2 separate regions of the Rattus norvegicus genome follow, and region 1 is linked to region 2. A link is a contact called in public Hi-C data. All regions are on one chromosome and are shown on one strand. Each heading gives the region's core, a stretch centred on a gene start, on an enhancer-like site or on the middle of the called end of the contact. The rest is flanking DNA. Distances are from core to core; before and after follow the strand shown.

Region 1 (4,806 bases), core at 1,248-3,747, 200 kb after region 2:
TCTTTCCCCTTGATTCTAGGCACCCAAAGAGCTTTTGACTGAAGGTCTTGTCAAGAGGCAACAGAATCAGAAATCAACACTGAGTCGATTACTTGTTTACCTGTCTCCTCAGGCTTCCATTAGAAAGCTCTCGTGCTAGGTAGCTATATGTTCTGGGCCAGATGAATGAAAAAAAGAAATAAAAAAGGAAGGACATGACTGCTCCTAGGTATGGCGGAGAAGAAGGTGTATTGTAGATATGTGGGAGAGCACAGCCAGGGGCAGGGACATCTGGGAGAGTCCAGGATGAACATGGGCAGACTGAACAGGGCCATATGAAGAGATGGGGGACAGGAGAGGAGCTTCACATCAAGATGGGCAGCCTGGGCCAAGACTGACCAAGAGAGTAAAGGTTAGATCAGAAGATCAGGTAACCAAAACGGCTGAATTATTGGGGAGGGAGCTGAGGGGAGGGTGGCTCTTTCCCTGGGCTGGAGAAATTTAGGGTAGGGGACAGGGTATGCTAGCCAGAAGGATTCTATAGCAGGTAGACTGAGGAGGACGTGGTGGCTAGTATCAGCCATGTGTCCTGGATTTGAGACCTACCTGCTGGAATACATCTGTATCTGGGGATGCTAGGCCTAACTACTAAACCATTTGAGTATAGTCTAAGTGTGTGTGTGTGTGTGTGTGTGTGTGTGTGTGTGTGTGTGTGTGGTGTGTGGTGTGTGTGTGTAGTGTATGTGTGTGTGTGGTATATGTGTGTATGTGTGTGTGTGGCATATGTGTGTGTGTGTATAGTGTATGTGTGTGTGGTGTGTGGTGTGTGTGTGTGTAGTGTATGTGTGTGTGTGGTATATGTGTGTATGTGTGTGTGTGGTATATGTGTGTGTGTATAGTGTATGTGTGTGTGGTGTGTGTATATGTGTGTGTGGTGTATGTGTGTGTGAGTGTATGTGTGTGTGTGGGTCTGAGGGTGTGTATGTGTATGTGTGTGTGTATGTATGGTGTATGTGTGTATGTGTGTGGTGTGTGTGTGTGCGTGGTGTATGTGTGGGGGTGTGGTGTATGGGGTGTGGTGTGTGTGTATGGTATATGTGTATGTGTGTGTGTATGGTGTGTGTGTATGTGTGTGTGTATGGTGTATGTGTGTGTGTATGGTGTATGTGTGTGTGGTGTGTGTATGGTGTATGTGTATGTGTGTGTATGTGTGTGTGTATGGTGTATGTGTATGTGTGTGTGTATGGTATATGTGTGTGTGGTGTGTGTGTATGGTGTATATGTATGTGTGTATGTGTATGGTATATGTGTATGTGTGCGTGTGTGTATGTATGTGTGTATGTTTGTGTGTATGTGTGTGTGTGGTGTGTGTGAGTGTGTGTGTGTGTGTGTGTGAGTGTGTGTGTGTGTGTGTGTGGTGTCTTCCTGGAGTACAGACCAAGAGACCAGTCAGTTGGAGATGGAGCGTCAGAGCTTACTAGGTCACTTGCAAAGAGTATGACAGTCACAGCATCTGTCACAAACATATTAGTCAATTGTTTTCTGAGTTTCTTTTATATTGGGAAACCTGAGGGCACTTTTTGCCTGAGTGTTTCATTCTCCACTGAGCTCTTCCTGTGAGATGTTAAGAATGGTCTCCTGCCCCGGGTGAGTCAGAGGTCAGGAGGCAGGACATCTTGCACTTTTTTTTTTTTTTTTTTTTTGCATACAGCCACCAAACATCCTCCCTGTGACTCAGTCCACCTCTTAATGGCATGCATAGCATGCTTTGAGAAGCATGTAAGGTTTAGACTCATAAAAATCAGAACCAGAAACTTTCTGCTTGTCTGATACCCAATACACAACTTCCCAGAGCAAGCCGGGACTGAGAAGATCCCTGGAACACACAGACCCTTTAGTGCTAAAATTAGGAGCCTTGGGAACCTGAAATGATTGGTCAGCTTTCAGCCCTTCTGCAGAGAAGAAACTAAAAGCCAGGAGGCATGCTTGCCCAGGCTACCACAATTTGTCATCAACAGACCTAGGCCAGATCCCAGGGTGGTAGGATTTGTGTTCTTTGTAATGCTGGAACGTTCTCTTAGTCCAGTGGGGGAACTGAACAGAACAGGTGCTCAGGGTTCTGTTCTGCCTGCTTTCTAAACACAGGGACTTGCTTGTCACAGACATGCTCCTTCTAAAATCAGCAGTGTATCTCACCCAGGTGGTCACTAATCAATAACGAGATCAAGTCTCTGTTTCTGGAGTCCGAACAACACAGTGTAAACAGGGAGCAGGAAGCTCCGTGAATAATGACAGCAGTGGTAAGCAAACCGGATTGTGCAAGGATTGGGAGGCCACACCGCAGAGAACACAGAGAAATACGGCACAGGGTGTAAACACCAAAGCCAAGGAAGTATTATTTTCCTGTCCTCAGAGGAAAACCATGGTCAACAGAAAAGCATTATAGCCCTTCTGACAGGAGAAGAAAGGTAACCATGGAGACACCCCATGTGGTAATGACTATGTAATGAAAAATGGTGTCACCTGACATTCATGTGCATGTGTGCTCTGAGGTCTGCTAAGGAAATCAGCAGTACTGTCCATCTAGATCTGAGGGCTGCTGTTTTCCCGGCTCTGTGTCCCCTGGACACAGAGTTTTCATAAAGTGGCGTGGATTCCTAGGGATGGTGAGCCTGTTAGACACATCTCTTTACCACTCACCATCCTTAACTGTGCACCGCTGTGTCTCTCTGATGCCGTGTGTGTCAGGGTGGGCTGGGTGTCTGTGAGTTCTGTCTGCTTGCCTGGAGGGGCCCTGGTGCTGTGTGCACGAGGGAACATTAGAAATGTGATCCGATGAGGATTAAAACTGGAGAAACGTCTGTTGGCAACTAGAGGTCAGGAACGAACTTTTTATAGCGCTTTGGCACATGGTCTCTTTTAATTTGGGAGGAAGCCCAAGGAAGTGACACATCTAAAGGGGGTGGTGTAAACACAGTGGGAGTGACTAAGGTGTTGTGACACTTGTTTTGGGTGTTACTCTTCAAGGGGAAGTTGGGTACCTCCTTTCCCGTCCCACACCACCTTTTCCTGCTGGTGACCTGAAACAGGTTACCCGTCCTGACTAATCTCCAAAAATGCGGGTAGACAGAGACTGAGTTGACCTACTTTGTACATGCCCGGGATGATGTCAATCAGCGAGCTTAGAGCGCAGCTTTTCTGCTTTGGGCTGATGCCCGGGCTGGGCGCTGACTTCAGGACATTACTTAAAAGAATGGAGTTGTGGAGTTGGGTGTGGTGGGTGGCACAGGTCTGTACTCTCAGTGCCCCTGGATGGAGGCAGGAAGATCATGAGCCCAAAGTCCTCCTCAATAAGGTTGACGCTAGCCTGGGCTACATAAGAGTTTGCCTCAAAAAGCTACCAGCAGCATTAGAAAAGAGTGGGTCTGGGACTACCTATCATAAGTAAATGGGGTCTGGAGTGTAGGCAGAGGCAGTGCACTGGCTTCGCCTGCCCCAGGCCCTGAGTTAATACCCAGCACTGGTTGGAGAAAGACAGATGGGAAACCAACAGCGAGAAAAAGTACAGCAGAACGGAACCTGTGTGCCAGGCCAGCACTTTAAAAAGTAGCCTTTTCAATTTAGAATAGTTTTAGGTTCACAGAGAGGCTGTGTGTGTGGTGGACCTGGCATGTAGCACACTCCTGTGATCCCAGTTACTCCAGAGTCGGAGGCAAGGATGATTCCAAATCCAAGGCCAGCCTGAGCAATTCAAGGAGACTCTTTCTTAAATGGAAAGGGCCGAGATATAGCTCAGTGGTAGAGCATTTGCCAGCATGTGCATGTGACCGCCTTAGTGCTGAAGAAAAAAAGAAAGAAAAAGGTTGTGAAGAGGATGTGCTTTTTCATAGGCCACATGCCTGCTTCCCCTGCTGCCAGCCTCACATTATTATTGCGCCCTGGCCACCTCTGAACCAATGCTCACACTGCCCTGGCCACCTCTGGACCAATGCTCACACTGCCCTGGCCACCTCTGAACCAATGCTCACACTGCCCTGGCCACCTCTGAACCAATGCTCACACTGCCCTGGCCACCTCTGGACCAATGCTCACACTTTGTCAGATCCTTAAGTTTTTCAGTCAATGACCCAATTCTGCCCCTTATTCCATTGAGGGTGCCACATCACATCTGGCCATTCTGTCTCCTCTGGCAGTCTCTTGGGTGCTAGCACATTTCAGGTTACTGACTGTCCTCGTTTTTGAGGACCTTGGCAGGGTCTTGGTCAGCTGTTTCACTTTGTTATTTATTTATCTGGCATTAAAGGCTGAGCTGGGCAAGGGCTCGACCTCTATCTAGTTTCATTGTCGATGTGGTAAAACATCCCTATGAGAAAGCGACTGAAGGGAGGAAAGGGTTTATTGCAATTTACATTTCCAGCCCACAGTCTCTCATTGAGAGAAGCCAAGGCAGGAACTGAAGGCAGTCCTGCTTGCTATTCCACATGTAACCAAGGAATTCCCTTCACAGCCAAAGTACCAAAGAAACCATAGAGGATGCTGCTGGCAGGCAGACCGTCAGGTCCAGCAGCAGTTGCTGCCAACTTCCTCCTCCTACCCCCACTCCTCTTCCTTCTTCTTCCTCCTCCCACTCCTCCTTCCTCTTCCTCATCATTTTATTTTATTTATTTATTTCTCTGTGTCTTCTTGGCTGTCCTAGAACTTGATCCATAACCAGGCTGGCCTCTAACTCAGAGATCTACCTGCCTTTGCTGAGTGCCTTAATCCTGAGTGCTGGGATTAAAGTGTGTGCTATGGCCACCCAACTCTCTCTCTCTCTCTCTCTCTCTC
Region 2 (5,338 bases), core at 1,245-3,744:
AGGCAAAATCTTCTGGAAAATATTTCCTCAGATCAGCACACAAAGTTATAGCTCAGAGAAGACCAAGGCTGTATTTCATACTAGCAGTTGAACTTGTTGTGTAAGTGTCTCCCAAGTGGTGTAAAGGAGTCATAGAGTACATGCACTAAGAGGCCAAGAAAGGTTTTGGTAAGGGTGGGATGCAATTTCAGTGGGAGCAGAGCCTCAGGACTGAAGTGGTCATAGGGTGAAGCTGAGGCTCTGGCACCATTTGGCTGGTCAAAGTCCCTGAAGAGAGCTTAGGTGAGAATAAGGTTAAAGGTGTAGGAGAAACCCAGCAGTTTGGGAACACAGTGGCAGATGTGGGGTGGAGCTGGCTGGCCTGAGCCTTAAAGACAAGGCTTCTGTGCTGTACCAGGTAAAGCCAGAAAAGTGGGGCTGCCAAGCCCTTTGGCGTGCAGAAGATCTTAGGCCCCCAGGGTCTAACTCTGAGCTTTATACTGCCGGACTTCGGTTTTGCTTTGACTGTGACTGTGCCCTGGTTTGTCCCTCTTTGAGTAAGAAAACATATAATTTATTCACAGTTGAGAGACTTTGGTAGACAGTTATATAGGCATAATGTTATATACTGGGTAAATTTTATCCTTGTGTCATTCAAATGCTGATTTTTTTTCAAATGCACATTTTTCTCTGTCCACATAGCGTGTTTCAATTTGGGACTCGGAATTGTAATGCTATTCCAAGAATCTCCTGTCTCAAGTTTGTGTAAACAATTCTTACCATTTATTCTCTGCCTTGTCAATCAATAAAAGCTGATCATCAATAGCTGAGAATATAGAATAGAGAAGGACTCCCACCAGCCAGAAAGAAGAGTAAGATTCCACCACATGGAGAAAGAAAAGTGTTGAAAAGCGCTGCGGCTGAAGAATGAAAGACCTAAAGGCAAGTATTTTAGGATTTTGGCTGGGAGGTAGCCGATTAGTTCAGGGGATGAAAATAGATCAAATGACTGCCCAGGTATTGAGGTAAAGCCTTAACTAAATCTTGGTTTCTCTGTCGTTTTTGAGGAACTAGCTAGGGTTAAAAAACCCAGCCCCTGTGTTAATTTACTACATACAGTTATATTAAAATTAACATTTGGGCTGGAGAGATGGCTCAGCGGTTAAGAGCACCCGACTACTCTTCCAGGTGTCCTGAGTTCAATTCCCAGCAACCACATGGTGGCTCACAACCATCTGTAAGGAGATCCAATGCCCTCTTCTGGTGTATCTGAAGACAGCTACAGTGTACTTATATATAATAAATGAATAAATATTTTTAAAAAATTAACAATTCACTCATAGAAGAGAGTTGTCCTCTGGCCTCCATATGTATATGCATGCACACAAAGATAAGCAGATACAGACACATACACTAAATAAAGTTTAGTAAAAAGCGTCATTGGCGGCGGCAGTGTCATCATGGTGTTTATAGAGACAGGGTTTCTTTGTGTAATGGAGCCCTAGCTGTCCTGGAACTTGCTCTATAGACCATGCTGGCCTTTGTGTGTGTGTGTGTGTGTGTGTGTGTGTGTGTGTGTGTGTGTGTGTAGGATTTTTCTTTATTATATGTAAGTACACTGTAGCTGTCTTCAGACACACCAGAAGAGGGCATCAGATCTCATTACAGATGGTTGTGAGCCATCATGTGTTTGTTGGGAATTGAACTCAGGACTGCTGGGAAAGCAACCAGTGCTCTTGACCTCTGAGCCATCTCTCCAGCCCCCATATTGGCCTTGAACACAGAGATCCACCTGCCTCTGCCTCCCAAGGGCCGGGATCAAAAAGGTGTGCAACACCAATACCCAAAAGGTGTAAGAGGTGAGAGCATTTAGCTGCCTGTACCACATGATGAATCCCAGGCTTCCTGAAAAGCTAAGTACCAAGACCTGCCTCAACAAGCTAAAAGTGGGGAAAGAGCATCCTACAACGGAATGTGTGGTTGGGTCAACGAAGGTAGGACTTCCCATCCCTTTTTAACTGGAGTGCTGAGGTTTGCGTCCAGAGCTTCATATTTGCAAGGTAAGTACTCCAAAGAAATGTTTTCCCCAACAGAAAAAAATTGTTAAACACCAGCAAAATACTTTAACTGGTGACATCAATGGCTGTTTTTAACTAACCCTGATCTAAAAAGTAGAAAGGTAAGCCAGGCATAGTGGTGCATGCCTTTAATCCCAGCACTGAGTTCCAGGCCAGGCTGGTTCACACAGTTTCAGGGCAGACAGGGGCACACAGAGAGACATTGTCTCAAATGAACAAAGTAGAAAGGGAAGTAGTTAACTTGACACATTACCAAAGCAAAATTATACAAACTTGTTTTTACCTAGCCAATTTTAGTTAATAACTCAGCATAACCCAACCTTGTTCCTGAATTTCAACATCTGGTACCATGTTTTACATATCTCCTAAATTCATTCAACATTAGACAAAAGAACTATTTAGTATTTGCTGATGTTTGGGGACAACCACTAGAGGTCACCAGCATAAAACGTTTAATATTGATTCAAGCAGGATCAGTCTAAACGAGTCACAATTGTTTCCCTTTCCAGTACCCTTTACTAAAACAAGATTCAGTTAGAAATAATTTCAGGTGAACCACTAACATATAAAGTGAATTCTCCCCCTTCCCATACACACACACACGCATATAAAATGGTATCATTCAAGGGCTGAGAATAATGATTCGATGGTTAAGGGAGCTTGCCAAGTAACTGTAAAAACTAGAGTTTGGACCCAACACCCATATTACAAGCCAGGCCACTTGTGCATGACTGCAATCCCAGCTCCAAGGGAAGCAGGAGGACTGCTGGGACTTGCTGGCTTCCAGCTTATTTGAGAAACCCAGTTTCAGAAGAGATCCTGCCTCAAAGGTCAAAAGAACAGTTGCAGACAGACAAGAGCAGCTACATCCTCCTCTGGCCTCTGAGTGTGTACACACAGAAGTACATACAAATACAGTAAATAATCATACAAAGGGTTCAAAACACACACGCATGCTTCTAAAAAAGTGTGTATTTATTTCATGTAAATAAGATTATAAACAGCCTTCTTACTTCAGGTAAGGCTTGCCCCTACATGCTTAACAAAAAAAAATCATAATTTTTTAATTTTTTAAAATTCTGGAATAGATAATAGAGATAATAAATAGCCATCTATAATATTTGTTAAATATATATGGGTAAGTCTCATTTATGCCTTACAAACAAACCTATAACTTGGTGTATTTCCCCCACTTTCTTTACAGAAGAGTTCAGAGAAGTACACTGTTAAAGGAAATTCTCTTGCTTTTTCCCAAGAGAAACAGTGGAACCACTAAGACCTGAATTTAGACAATCTTAGTTTAGAATACACTCTTTTGCTTATAAAACAATAAAGCATCTATAACTAGCAGGGAAAAAAATCAGTTAAAGAAGTAAATGTGACAGTATTAATTACATTCACATCTAAAACCTGCATTAACTTCATTTCTGAATTAGAATATTTTTAAATTTTGTTTTGTGTGTATAGGGATATGGGGACTATGCACATCACTGAGTAAAATGAAGGTCAGAAGACAACTTGTAGGGGACCTGGTTCTTTCCTTGACCATGTGGGTTGCATGTATACAACTCATGTCATCAGCCTTGGCAGCAAGCACCTTTTACTTGCTAAGCCTTCTTGCCTATCCTGAATTAGAATTCTTAACAATAACAAGCTCTAAGCCAGTATAGCAAAATTATCTGAATTAGCAAGCAGAATAAAAAATACTGGTCAGCTCACTTTCAGATCAAAAATATTGGAATCCAATCCTTTTTTCATAAATACTTAAATTAGGCAAATGCCACCAGAATATAAGTTCAAATAAGGTATGAATTTTTCTATCTTTTCTATATCTACATCATTGATATAGTATTATACAAAGCAATGCTTGGCATACATGAAAGTATTTTTTAAAGATTTATTATGGGTGTAAAAGTATTTGTGTGCACATATGTGTGATGCAGCGCTCAGAAGGCAGTACTGGATCCCTTGAAGCACCAGATACAGGTGATTTTTGGTGTGAATTTGGGCCCTCTGAAGAGCAGTAGTAGTAAGTGCTCTTAACCATTTGACCATCTCTTTAGGTCCCATTTTTGTTCTAGTTTTTATAAGACAAGATCTCAAGAGCCCAAGATAACCTCAAACTCCTTATTCTGCTTCAATCTCTCAAGTGTTATGATTACAGATGTGTAGCAGCATGTCCAGTTTTATGTGATATAGAGGATGGAACCCCCTTGGGGCTATCCATGCATGCTAAGCAAGCCAGCACTCTATGAACTGAGTTACATCCTCAGGCAAACACCTTTGCTCTTGTTGAACAATGTTAGAAATTATAGTTTTCCGCTTTATGGATTATAAAATAAGGAAATAATCTTACATGTGTAATTCACTTTTATAAGGCTTTCTTTGTTAGTTTTGTGCATTTATTTTTATAAATAAAATAAATACATTTTTATGTGGATAGTTGCCCAAGGATATCAGAAGAGGGTGTAAGATCTCCTAGGAATTAAACCTGAGTCCTCTGGAAAAGCAGCCAGAGCTCTTAGCCACTGAGTTCTCTCCACACCCAACATGTACAATTCTTTTTTTTTCTTTAAGAAGCATTTATTTATTTTATGTATGTGAGTACACTGTAGCTGTCTTCATACACAGAAGAGGGCATTGAATCCCATTACAGATGGTTGTGAGCCACCATGTGGTTGCTGGAATTGTACTCAAGATCTCTGGAAGAGCAGTCAGTGCTTTTAACCTCTGAGCCATCTCTCCAGCCCCAACATGTACAATTCTTAACAATTGTACTTATTCTACCTTTGACATTTTACTTTAAAATAAGGCAAAAATGTTTTATATGATTAAAGGGGAATTCATTTGGTCCAAATAAATATGTTCTAATTTCAGACTTTACTACTCTACTGCATACTAATTCAAAACACTCATGACCGAAATTAAGAATGTGTTTATTTGAAAATCTGAACATGAATAAGATGAAATAACTGTAGGTTTCAGGAACCCAGTATTTCTACTTAAAATTTATACTACAGTATAATCAACATTTGTCCATGTAACCTACTATTAAATTTTCCAAGGCGGTTAAAAGTGAACACAATCTCTATACTTAACCTTGAGAAAGACAATGGTGCAAGAAGTGAATCACAACACTAGGGAGGATGAGACATGGGGGTTACCAGAAATGTGAGGTGTACGCTACACAGTACCAAGCTAGCCAGAGCTACAAACCCTACAAAACAGTCTCTCACTTGACACACAGCACAGCCATTTCAACTACAGGTATTTCAAGATAC

Evidence for each region. A called contact is a pair of places that touch in the nucleus more often than the background predicts.
Region 1: a Hi-C map of liver shows a contact between it and region 2, with 4 times the contacts expected there. The contact joins two enhancer-like sites. A contact is called at or near these places in 5 of 12 Hi-C or Micro-C datasets (Schwann cells, frontal cortex, liver and 2 more).

Annotation. Positions count from the first base shown.
Region 1 is chr6:75,043,219-75,048,024 of GRCr8, forward strand. No RefSeq gene overlaps it. Among named protein-coding and RNA genes, the nearest start is that of Hectd1, 42 kb to the left of the region's middle. Within about 2 kb of position 2,498, at least 41 of the 93 cell types and tissues checked have an H3K27ac peak or open chromatin away from gene starts, as enhancers often do. A contact at or near this core is called in liver, where this site is marked.
Region 2 is chr6:74,841,052-74,846,389 of GRCr8, forward strand. The region is part of intron 1 of Strn3 (striatin 3); the gene reads right to left. Among named protein-coding and RNA genes, the nearest start is that of Ap4s1, 25 kb to the right of the region's middle. Within about 2 kb of position 2,495, at least 15 of the 93 cell types and tissues checked have an H3K27ac peak or open chromatin away from gene starts, as enhancers often do. A contact at or near this core is called in liver, where this site is marked.